Regions from separate parts of the Pan troglodytes genome. Here region 1 is linked to region 2. The links are chromatin contacts, called in public HiChIP or PLAC-seq maps. All regions are on one chromosome and are shown on one strand. Each heading gives the region's core, a stretch centred on a gene start, on an enhancer-like site or on the middle of the called end of the contact. The rest is flanking DNA. Distances are from core to core; before and after follow the strand shown.

Region 1 (5,970 bases), core at 1,439-3,938, 260 kb before region 2:
GCCCGGCCAACACAGTGAAACCCCATCTTTACTAAAAATACAAAAATTAGCCGGGTAAGGTAGCGTGTGCCTGTAGTCCCAGCTACTCGGGAGGCTGAGGTGGGAGAATCGCTTGAAGCTGGAAGCAGGAGGTTGCAGTGAGCTGAGATTGCGCCACTGCATTCCAGCCTGAGTGACAGAGCAAGACTCCCTCTCAAAAAAAAAAATAAAATAAAATAAAATAAAACAAATTAGGCATGGTGGCACGCACTGGTGATCCCAGCCACTTGGGAGGCTGAGGTGGGAGGATCACTTGAGCCCAAGAGTTCCAGGTTATAGTGAGCCACGATTATGCCACTTGCACTCCAGCCTGGGCAACAGACCGCTATTAAAAAAAAAAAAAAATCCCACAGGAACTGGATTGTTTAAAAAGAAAAGGAAAAGGAAAACATACTAGCACAGTGAGTGAGTCCTAGTAAGCCCACAGAGGTGACTGGGTAAGAAATACTAGTGCCTTGGCTCAGTGCTGTTCAGGTGTACGGCCTGTGAGTTTGAACGCTGTCCAGAGCACCCTTAGAAAGGCCTCTCTGGGGAGAGGACATTTGAACAGAGACTTGAATGACAAGAAGGCATAAGCCATGCCAAGAGCCTAGGAGAAGAGGTTCTGGGCAGAGGCTTTGCACTGGGAGTGGCTTCTCAGAATTTTAACAAAAAGAGGGTTACTTAGCCTGGTTTGAAGTTGGAGCTGGGTGGTTAACAGGAGACAAAGCATAGAGTTTCAAAGACAATGCTCTCATCCGGAGAAGTGACCTGGTCAAATGTGTTTCTGACCTTCGCTGTCCAGTAATACAGGAGCCACTTGTCACACGGGCTCAGGAGCACTCAACTGTGGCTATCAAGACAGCTAAACTGAACTTTCTTTTTTAAAATTTAATTTTAATTTTTAGAGACAGGGTCTCACTCTGACACTCAGGCTGGAGTGCAGTGGCTGGAGCATCCTGGGCTCAAGAGATCCTCCTGCCTCAGCTTCAGGAGTAGCAGACACTACAGGTATGCACTACCACACCTGGCTTATTCTTTTATTTTTTGTAGATATGAGGTCTTGTTATGTTGCCCAGGCTGATCTTGAACTCCTGGCCTCAAGAAATCCTCCATGACCAGCCTCTAAAATTACAAATAATAAAAAAAAAGATATGGCCGGGCACAGTGGCTCACGCTTGTAATCCCAGCACTCTGGAAGGCTGAGGCGGGCGGATCACTTGAGGTCAGGAGTTCGAGACCAGCCTGGCCAACATGGTGAAACCCCGTCTCTACTGAAAATACAGAAAAAAAATTAGCTGGTTGTGGTGGTGGGCACCTGTAATCCCAGCTACTCAGGAGGCTGAGGCAGGAGAATCGCTTGAACCCGGGAGGTAGAGGTTGCAGTGAGCCGAGATCGCGCCATTGCACTCCAGCCTGAGTGACAGCGCGAGATTCCATCTCAAAAAAAAAAAAAAGTGGCTTCCAAAAAATGTTAATTTTACACCTAATTTTGGTGCGCGGCTGGCATTATTTTTCCACTGGGCAGCGCTGATCGCCCGTGGGGGCAGAGACTCTGAGACCTGGAGTCTCCCAGGCCGGGGGCGACGGCCCAGACGGGAGGCGGTGGAGAGAAGTTTCCGGATGTATTATGTGGTCATGAATCATGTCAGGGAATTGCCACGGCCCCCGTTGAATGGGGAGGCGCTGCCTCGGGCGCTGAGTAGCAGAGCCCGGACTCTGAACACTGGTCTGCCCCCGAACTGGAACTCCCATTTTCAGTACCGTCCTCTTGAAACCTCCCAAGAGCCCTCGAGGGGGCGAGAGCGGGATCCAAACCCCTCGGGGGCGAGAGCGGGATCGAACCCCTCGGGGGCGAAAGCGGGATCCGAACCCCTCGGGGGCGAAAGCGGGATCCGAACCCCTCGGGGACGAAAGCGGGATCCGAACCCGGCCGGATTCCCGAGGTCCGAGCGCGCCTCGTGACCGCCACTCCGAACGTTCGCAACGTTCACAACGGACTCCCGGGTCGCTGGACCTCAAGGGTCAGGAGCCACTCAGAAAAGCTCCAGGAAACGCTCACCTGTTGACAGACGCTGAGTCCGCAAACGCTCCTCCTCTCTCTTCACACTCGCCAACACCGCGGTGGCGCTCGACTTCCGCTTCTCTCCAGCGAATCCCCAGCTGAGCCTCCTTCTGCTCCCGCCGCCATTACCAATCCAGCCAATAAACTCTCAGAAAACCCTCTTTATCTCCGCCCCACTCCCTCCTGCCAATCACTTCGGGTGCGAGCACCGCCCTTCCCGCCTTCTTTAGCGAGCGCCGCGCGCCACCGCTCGGCGGTTGGCGGCGCTGCGCGCTACGGGATGCATCTCCCGGAAAAGCGAGGCGAGGGGCGGGCCACGCCGGTGCGGGAACCCTCAGGATTGGCCAGAAGGGGGCCGGCGCTGTGACTCCGTCCATTCCCGCCGTTGACATCCAAGTCGGAGACGCTGGGGATTGGTTCCCAGCGGACACGCTAAGAAGCTTGGAGATAGTTTCGCCCTCCTCACACGCTGCGGAGAGGGAGCTCCGCTGATTGGTCCGGGGAGTCTGGGCGCGCCCCGATCGGCGCTCCAGGACTGGCTGAGGGGGTGCGCGCGCCGCCAGGGAGCGTTGGCGGTGATTGGCCAGAGGGCGGAGGCCGGCTATTTGAAGGCGGCGCGCGGACTAGGTGCGCACTTCAGTTCGCGGAGAGAAGAGGCGGGAGTGGACCTGGTCAGCTCTACCCCACTGACCCCCACCGGACCCAGGCGCGGTCTCCGCCACAGCCACAGCCCCTGCCCCTGCTGCGGCGCGGCGAGGCGAGGCGATGGCCAAGGTGTCGGTGCTGAACGTGGCGGTCCTGGAGAACCCGAGCCCTTTCCACAGCCCCTTCCGGTTCGAGATCAGCTTCGAGTGCAGTGAAGCCCTGGCGGACGGTGAGGCTGGGCCTGTGCGGGGACCCCCACCCCCGGGCCGACCCCGGCCTCCCCAGAGAACCGCTCCCATGGCCAACTTGATCTCCCCCATGAAACCCCTCGTCCCCCTTCCGCCAACCCCGATCTCCCCCAGCCCGCCAGTCAACCGGATCTCCCGGTGGAGACCCCCCGCCACCAGCCAACACGGACCTCCCCGTGACCTCCCCCACTGCCCGCCTTGACCTCCCGGGTGGAGACCCCCCGCCAGCTAACTCGGACCTCCCCGTGACCTCTTCCCCCACTGCCCGCCCCGACCTCCCCATAGAGATTAACCCCCTCCAAGCCCCATTTCCCGCGTGGGGAACCTCATCCATCTTTTTTCTCTGGAGCTCTTCCTAGGTACCCGTTTTCATGGGGAGACCTTCTCGGCCTCCATTTCTTAACCCACGGAGATCTTCAGCCACCGTGGTTTCCCTGTGGCAAGACCCCCGCTTCAACCACCCACCCATTTTTGCCCACTTATTCCCTCTTTCCTGTAGTGAGATACTCACACCTCCCATTTTCCCTCTGGAGACCCCCAATATCCAGCCCCTTCCCATTTTCCCGGAGGGGAAATCCCAGCCATCTCCTATTTTCCCTATGGAGACCTCTCACCCAAGCTCCTTTCTCTCCTTGCCGTGAAGACCCTCCCCTCCAGTAACCTTTTTTTCCTGTGAAAACCCCTCAACCCCTTTTCAGGACCTCTCTCACCCCCATCTTCCCATTTGTGTCCCACCAGTCCCCTCCCCAACCTGCCAATATTTCAATAACCCCACGCCCACCAGTTGCTGCTGCTTTTCTGCCCCAATGCACATACCCTGGAACCTGGTTTCTCTCCTTCGTTGGGGCCCAACCCCCCTATGCTTGAGCTCTCCCTGGGAAAGGATGCTACCGTCTTTGAGGGGAACTTGGTCTCCCCAGCTCCCCTTCCCCACCTTTCTCTGTGGGCTTGGATAAACACACTGAGATCCGAGGGGTGGCATAGCCAGGCAGGCATTAGCTAGTTCTCCAGGTTTGCCCACCCTTTTCCAGCTGAGTTACTGCAGCAATTTTTCTGTCGCTTTTTCTTTCTTCTTCTTCCTCTTCTTTTTTTTTTTTTTTTTTTTTTTTGAGACAGTCTCGCTCTGTTGCCCAGGCTGGAGTGCAATGGCACGATCTCGGCCCACTGCAACCTCCACCTCCCGAGTTCAAGCGATTCTTCTGCCTCAGCCTCCCGAGTAGCTGGGACTACAGGCGCCTGTCACCACGCCCAGCTGATTTTAGTATTTTTAGTGGAGGCAGCATTTCACTATGTTAGCCAGGTTGGTCTCGAACTCCTGACCTCAAGTGATCCACCCGCCTTGGCCTCCCAAAGTGCTGGGATTACAGGCGTGAGCCACCGTGCCCGGTCTTCTTCTTTTTTTTTTAATATAGCTGGATAATCAGTGCCAAGCTCCCATTGCTTTTGATGGTCTGACCTAGTCTGGGGGGTGGGTGGATTGGGCTGAGCTGTGACGGGCTCCAGCTTCAAACAGTCGGCTGGAGCTTGGAGGTCACAGCCTCCTGTACATCTTTTCCAAGGTGCTTCCATAGATGTACTTAATAATCTGTGTGACTTAAAGGTGGGCATGGCTCTCATCTCACAGATGAGAAGACAGGAGCCACAAAACGCAAAAGACCTTTCAAGTCAAGGCCTGTACAAATCCAAAATCTAAGGTCACCTAGGGAGCCTTGGCACCACTAACAGGCAAGTCCTGCTTTCAGGAAGAAGTACTCCATTAGGCCATTTTTCTACTTGGTGGTTGAAAGAGAAAAGGCAGCAGCCGAGGAGGTGGTGATCTGGGGGCCTGTGAAGCCAGGATATGCTAACTAGTGCCTCTCGGGGGCAGGTAGGTGTTTTGCCCTCAAAGCTGGTCGCCTGGACTAGCTTAGAGCTGATAGAGTGAGATGTGGATGTGCTTTGGGTAGGCCAGTGGGTCTGTCTCTCCCCGGTCTCTCTCGCTCCTTTTTAAATTAAGGAGTCTACTTGTGGCTAACTATAGAATATGCCGAGTTAAATCCTTTCTGGAACAAGGCAGTGGGTAAATAAATAAATAAAGTGTAGAATGACGCTGTGGAATAAGATTTAATTTAAAAGCCAGGAGGAGATGGAAGGAAGTAATAGGTTGAGGGATTCCCAGCTCCCCGACAGCAGGAGATCAGGTTTCAATCAGCCTGTTTGTGTTCCTTGCATTTAAAAATGGTTGTGCAGTCATTATCTGGTACTTCTACTCCTAGGAAGCCCCTGCCCTGTGACTTTACTAACTTATTTATAGAATTAGAGCCGGAAGGGCTAAATTCAACCTGCTGGTCCTTTTTTTGTTTTTTTGGAGATGAAGTCTCGCTCTTGTCCCCCAGGCTGGAGTGCAATGGCACGATCTTGGCTCACTGCAACCTCCACCTCCCAGATTCAAGCGATTCTCCTGCCTCAGCCTCCCGAGCAGCTGGGATTACAGGCGCCTGCTATGACGCCTGGCTAATTTTTGTATTTTTAGTAGAGACGGGGTTTCACCATCTTGGCCAGGCTGGTCTTGAACTCCTGACCTCAGGTGATCCGCCCGCCTCAGCCTCCCAAAGTGCTGGGATTACAGGCGTGAGCCACTGCGTCCAGCCTCTGCTGATCATTTTTTAATAGAAATGGAGTGACTTCACCAGAGTCACACAGCCAGTTTGTAGAAGTATTGGCACTGAAGTTTCGAATCTAAATTCTTTATCTTTGCTCCAATCCAGGGAGAGAAAGGAAGGATTCCCTGTTTCAGGGGTGGAGCATAGATAGGAATGACCACAGAATTTATTGCCTAATCAGGACACTCAAAACGCAGTGAAGGGAAGTGCTATTATTATTTATTTATTTATTTATTTATTTATTTATTTATTTTTGAGATGGAGTCTCGCTGTGTCACCCAGGCTGGAGTGCAGTGGCATGATCACGGCTCATTGCAAGCTCCGCCTCCCGGGTTCACGCCATTCTCCTGCC
Region 2 (5,698 bases), core at 781-3,280:
CCAAAGACTAGCAGTTACCAGTAACTTAAAGAAGTTAACTTAGTAACTTCTTTATAACTTTTTCTTCCTTCCCCTGGGCGGGGGAGTGGCCAGGTGCCCCTGGGCTCTTTGTGTGTGTGTGTATCCAGGGGGGAAGTTGCTGATGCTCCAGCTGTCTCTGAAAGGAGTGTGGTAGTCCCAGGCTCATGGGCTGGTTGCGGGGGTAGGGGGGAAGGATCATGTCCCCCGGCCCCCAGCTCTGGTCTCCCTCCAAGAGTTTTCACATCGGTTGTCTTAGTGGAACCCCCATTGAATGGATGAGCAAACTGAGGTGTGAAGCCACCTGCCCATCCAGTTATTTATAAAGACATGCACCAGGCCAGGGAGTGGTGGCTCATGCCTGTAATCCCAACAGTTTGGGAGGCCAATACAGGCGGATCACCTGAGGTCAAGAGTTCGAGACCAGCCTGGCTAACATGGTGAAACCCTGTCTCTACTAAAAATACACACACACACACAAAATTAGCTGGGCATGGTGGCGGGTGCCTGTGATCCCAGCTACTCAGGAGGCTGAGGCAGAAGAATTGCTTGAACCCAGGAGGCAGAGGTTGCGGTGAGCCAAGATCAAGCCACTGCACTCCAGCCTGGGAAACAGAGTAAGACTCTGTCTCAAAACAACAAAACAACAACAACAACAACAAAAAGCACCACATCTGCCTCCTTCTTCTAGTTACTGGGGCCCCCTGAGGCTAGGTGCTGGGGAGGGAGCCCTTTCCTGGCGGGGGCTGCAGAGGGGTGAGAAAGAACCCTCTGGAGTTGGGAGGTGGGGGATACCAAGTTGGGCTGTTAGGAGGGGACCCCTAGTACCTACAGGTCTTCAATGTCCTCCCCCAGATGAGATCTGAGCTCAGTCCCAGGAGGGTAGGGTGTGCTCAGGACTTGGACACAGGAGAGACGCTGTGCCGCTTACACAGCTCATCCACCCATCCATTCATTTAAGAAACTTTTATTGGCCAGGCACTGTGGCTCATTTTGAGAGGCCGAGGAGGATTGCTTGAACCTAGGAGTTGGAGACCAGCCTGGGCAACGTTTTGAGACCCTGTTCCTACAAAAACACTTTTTCGAAATAAGCTGGGTGTGGTGGCGCGTGCCCGTGGTTCCGGCTACTGGGGAGGCTGAGGCGGGAGGATCAACGCTTGACTCCAGTTATTAGAGGCTGCAGTGAGCTAAGGTCACACCATTGCACTCCAGCCTGGGTGACAAGAGCGAGATCCTGTCTCTAATTTAAAAAAACTATGGAGCACTCCACGGAGCAGAACTTACCACCCACATTTCAGAAAGGGGTTTTAGGCCAGGCAAGGTGGCTAATGCCTGTAATCCCAGCACTTTGGGAGGCCGAGGTGGGAGGATTACTTGAGGTCAGGAGTTTGAGACCAGCCTGGCCAACACAGTGAAATCTCGTCTCTACTAAAAATACAAAAATTAGCCCACCGTGGTGGCAGATGCCTGTAATCCCAGCTACTTGGGAGGCTGAGGCCAGAGAATCACTCAAACCCTGGAGGCAGAGGTTGCAGTGAGCTGAGATTGGGCCACTGCACTCCAGCCTAGGCAACAGAGTGAGACTCTGTCTTAAAAACAAAAAGTGGGGGGGGATTTTAGCTGCCCTGCCCCAGCCTGTTTACCCCCAACCCTCTAATATTTAATCCCAAATCCAGCCAGAGTCCATCCAGATTCCAGACACCAGCTCTCCTCTCCAAAGAGGAGTGGTTGGGGTCAGGGCAAAAAACAGGCTGAGTGACTGTGGCGGTGGGGGGTCCTGTCCCCAGTCCCCATTCCCCTTAAGCCATGTCTGGCCCAGCCACAGTGACATTCATCCCCCGGTGGGTCTGGCCTCGGTCCTCACAACCCACCGACAACAATGAATGTTGATTGTGACCTCGGCTGTGGCCTAGGGGAGGGGACGTGCCCAGGCTGGATTGGGGGCTCCCCAGGCCCCCCTAGATCTGGAAGGTCAGAGTCACCGGCAGGAGGATGGCAATTCCAGGCCTCAGGGTCCACTCAACGGTCGATGGTTTGCCTGAGCTGCCCAAACTCACCGACAGGTTGAATGTTCCCCCAAACCCTTGGCAAATTTTCCGGGACCTGGAGTCGGGGGTGGGGTAGGTGGCAGGGAACCAGAGAGCATGAAGAGGGAGAGGAGGAGAGAGTAAGGAACCCCTTTTCTCTCATGAAATAAACAAACGCTTTTCAGGTGCTGTTTGCACCTAGATCTGGGAAAAACACAAGGCAAATATAAATGATAGTAAATAAAATGTAGCCTTTGCTATGGGGATGGAGATGTAGCAGTGCAGGGGAGTGCTGGCCTCAAGCCCGCTCCTTAAGTAATTCACAAAGTGATCCTGGAGGTGCAGATTACCCCCCTTTGTCAACTGGGGAGACTGAGGCCAAAGGCCACTGCTAGTCCGAGGTGGAGGAGGCATTCCAAGTGTTCCCGGGAAGTCTGGCAACGGAGGATCCTGGCCCCGAGGGCATTGATGCAACGTGGAGATAAACAAGCCATTTTAATACAATGTAATACGTTCTGGGAGCTTCACTGAGTTCCGGGCACGATGGTTTAGGAATCACAACAGCGTGAGTGGAGCGCTTGGGGGTGGGGGGTCGTCAGGTCTCTCCACTTTACAAGTGCACTGGGGCCCCACTAGACAGGGAAGAGGCAGGAGGTTCAGAGAGGGCGTCGCTCGCCCCGCGTGCGCGGTCACACAGCATCTGAACTCGGGCACTTCCGGAGGGAGTCCGCGCAGCCACGTGGGGGCTGCCCCTTGGGCCTCAAAACCGGCTGCGGCGCCCCCTCTCCATTTCCTCATCCCTCAAATGACCCCCAGTCCCTTCCTCCAGTGATCGCACAGAGTTCGGCGACCAACCCCCCGCCCCGGGTGCCCCCAGGCCTACAGGTACGCACCCCTATCTCCCACCCCCCGCAAGCCAAGCAGTGACGACCAGGGATGGGCGAGCGCGCCTTCGCCCCTGACCTGGGTCTGCGGACGGCCTAGCCGGGTGCTGCGGCTCAGGCCTGTAATTCAGTATTTTGGGAGGCTGAGGCGGGAGGATCTTTTGAGCCCAGGAGATGGAGACCAGCCTGAGCAACATAGCGAGATACCTGTCCCTACAAAAAAATTAGCTGGGTGTGGTGTAGTGAGCCTGTAGTCTTAGCTACTTAGGAGTCTGAGATGGGAGGATCGCTTGGACCCCAAGAGTTCGAGGCTCGAGGCTGCAGTGAGCCGTGATCGCGCCACTGTATTCCAGCCTGGGTGACAGGACGAGACCCCGTCGTCGCAAAAAAATAAGTAATTTCCTGGCCCCTGGCATTTCACCGAGGGGAATACTGAGGCCCAAAATAACCGCCTGGCATAACCCCAAGGTAGATGAGGGACCCCCAAGTGTGCCGAGCTGCGTGAACCACCCCCCCCACCACACCCCTCACGGTGGTGGCGACGGGACCCGGCCCAGCCCCCGAGGACGCGCCCCCGAGAGCCCCGCCCCCGAGAGCCCCACCCACAGTCTGGAGCCACCAGCCAAGGCCCCAGCCCAGGCCCTGCCCCTTAGAGCCCCGTCGCTTTTGACCTGTTCCCCAGAACACACTCCCTCTAAAACCCGCCCATATAGACTCCCACGGAGCCGCCAAGCCCCTAAGCCAGTCCTCAAAGAGCCCAGCTCCCTTAGGGCCCGCCCCCTTAGAGCCCTCCACAAAAGCCTGCTCTATAGACGCCCCGGGACTGCGTCCTGCCCCCACGAAGCCCAGCCCCCCACTAAGGTCCGCCCCGACCGGGCACGCCCCCAAACCGAACTTCGTAGGCCCCCTCAAGCCCGATCCCGGCTAACTCGCCCTCCCGAAGCCCCCCTCCCGCCTCCCGGCACCTTCTAGAGCCCTTTCCCCAGAGCCCGCCCTCTCACCCGCCCCGGGTCGGGGTCACGTTCCCACCCCTCTGTCTGGAGCTGGAGTGGGGCGCCCTCTCTCGCAGCTCATCCGCCACGTCCAGCAGATCCTCCCATTCAGGCTGTGGAGTGGGGGGGCCTGATCGGCTTCTCTTTATCCGCCACCTCCACCCCAGGTGTCCAGGCCCTTCCGAGGGAGGTGGCCGGTCCCCTGCCTTGTAGATCATCATTCTAAGGAGGAGAACGCCTAGGACTTGGGAAGGAGAGTGAGTTGGGAGCACAGGTGTTAATAATTACATTACTGATGATAACGCTACATTCATCACGCTGTGAGCAGGATATACCCATTTTGTGGACTGGGAAGGTAAGTGGCTCTGTTAGTCCAGAACTCTCAAGGTTCCTCAAAAGCTTGGTTCTTGTCTGTAGTCCCAGCTAGTTGGGAGGCAGGAGGATGGCTGGAGCCCAGAAGTTGAGACTAGCCTGGAAAACACAGTGAGACCCCCATCTCTCTCTCTCTTTTTTTTTTTTTTTTTTTTGAGATGGAGTCTTGCTCTGTCACCCAGGCTGGAGTGCAGTGGCGCGATCTCTGCCCACTGCAATTTCCATCTCCTGGGTTCAAGCAGTTCTTCTGCCTCAGCCTCCTGAGTAGCTGGGACTACAGGCACCTGCCACTATGGCCAGCTAATTTTTGTATTTTGAGTAGAGACAGGGTTTCACTATGTTGGCCAGGTTGGTCTCCAACTCCTGGGCCTCCCAAAGTGCTGGGATTACAGGCATGAACCACGGCACCCAGCAGTGGTTCTTTAAAACCCCGTTTCTTTAAAAAAGAAAAATCTTTATTCTCTCTCTTTTTTGTTGCTGTTGTTGTTTTGTTTTGTTTTGTTTTGAGACGGGGTCTCGCTCTGTTGCCCAGGCTGGAGTGCAGTGGCGCAATCACAGCTCACTGCAGCCTCGACCTCCCAGCCTCAACCAATCCTCCCACCTTAGCTTCCCAAGTAGCTGGGATCACAGGTGCCTGGCCTGGCTAACTTAAAACAAAAACAAACAAATTAAAAAAAGTTTTGTAGAGATGAGATCTCACTATGTTGCCCAGGCTGGTCGCGAACTCCTGGGCCTCCCAAAGTTCTGGGATTACAGGCATGAGCCACCTCGTCCCACAGGAATCTTTCTTCTTGATGACTGTGAACAGCTGTAATGTTGGGGGCGGGGGGTCATCAGGCCGGAGACATTCTGGCTATGTTGGAGGGGGTTCCCCAGACACCTCCTGTGTGTCCTTTCTGCCTCCCACTCCTCCCTCTGAGGGCTTTGGCCTTGAACTGCCAAGGAGGTTGTTCCCTGTAAGGTTTATCCCTAAGACAAGACACAAGACCACAGTGGAAGAGGGGTCTGGTCTTGAAGGCCAGGAAGCTGGGGCTGGGGCGACAGGAGGCCGGCAGCCCCAATCCTGGGTCTGACTATCTCTCTTCTTTGCCTGTGGTCCGTGCAGGCTTCCGGCCCTCAGTGTCCATCTGGGTCCACCTGTCTCTTGGTCATCCCAGGGTCGTCTGTCTGGGTCAGACTATGCCCCTCACACATCTGTTCTCGATCTGGGTCTCCTGCCCAGCCCGTGCACCTGCCTCAAACTGTCTGGATCTGCCTGTATGTGTCTAGCTGTTTACCCCCCATCTCCATCTCCCGTCTGTGACTGGTGACTGTGATACCTGTCCCCTCCTGTCCCCTGAGGGAGTCTGCAGCCCTGCCCTGCTTGTCTGGTTGCAGCTGTCTGCTGGTTTGACTTTGAAGTCCC

The links. HiChIP or PLAC-seq counts read pairs in DNA pulled down with a chosen protein or histone mark.
Region 1: a contact with region 2 is called in an H3K4me3 HiChIP or PLAC-seq map of stem cell-derived excitatory neurons, with 8 times the contacts expected there. The contact joins the promoter of ASF1B here to the promoter of NANOS3 in region 2. A contact is called at or near these places in 1 of 7 Hi-C or Micro-C datasets (stem cell-derived neural progenitor cells) and 1 of 1 datasets of contacts at active chromatin or transcription factors (stem cell-derived excitatory neurons).

Annotation. Positions count from the first base shown.
Region 1 is chr20:16,829,411-16,835,380 of NHGRI_mPanTro3-v2.0_pri, reverse strand. ASF1B (anti-silencing function 1B histone chaperone) reads left to right here and starts at 2,688. Exons shown (of 4, transcript NM_001289426.1): 1 at 2,688-2,957. The coding sequence starts at 2,849.
Region 2 is chr20:16,565,108-16,570,805 of NHGRI_mPanTro3-v2.0_pri, reverse strand. NANOS3 (nanos C2HC-type zinc finger 3) reads right to left here and starts at 2,030. Exons shown (of 2, transcript XM_001171060.7): 1 at 1-2,030. MIR181C (microRNA mir-181c) reads right to left here and starts at 2,117; the gene lies at 2,008-2,117. MIR181D (microRNA mir-181d) reads right to left here and starts at 1,940; the gene lies at 1,805-1,940.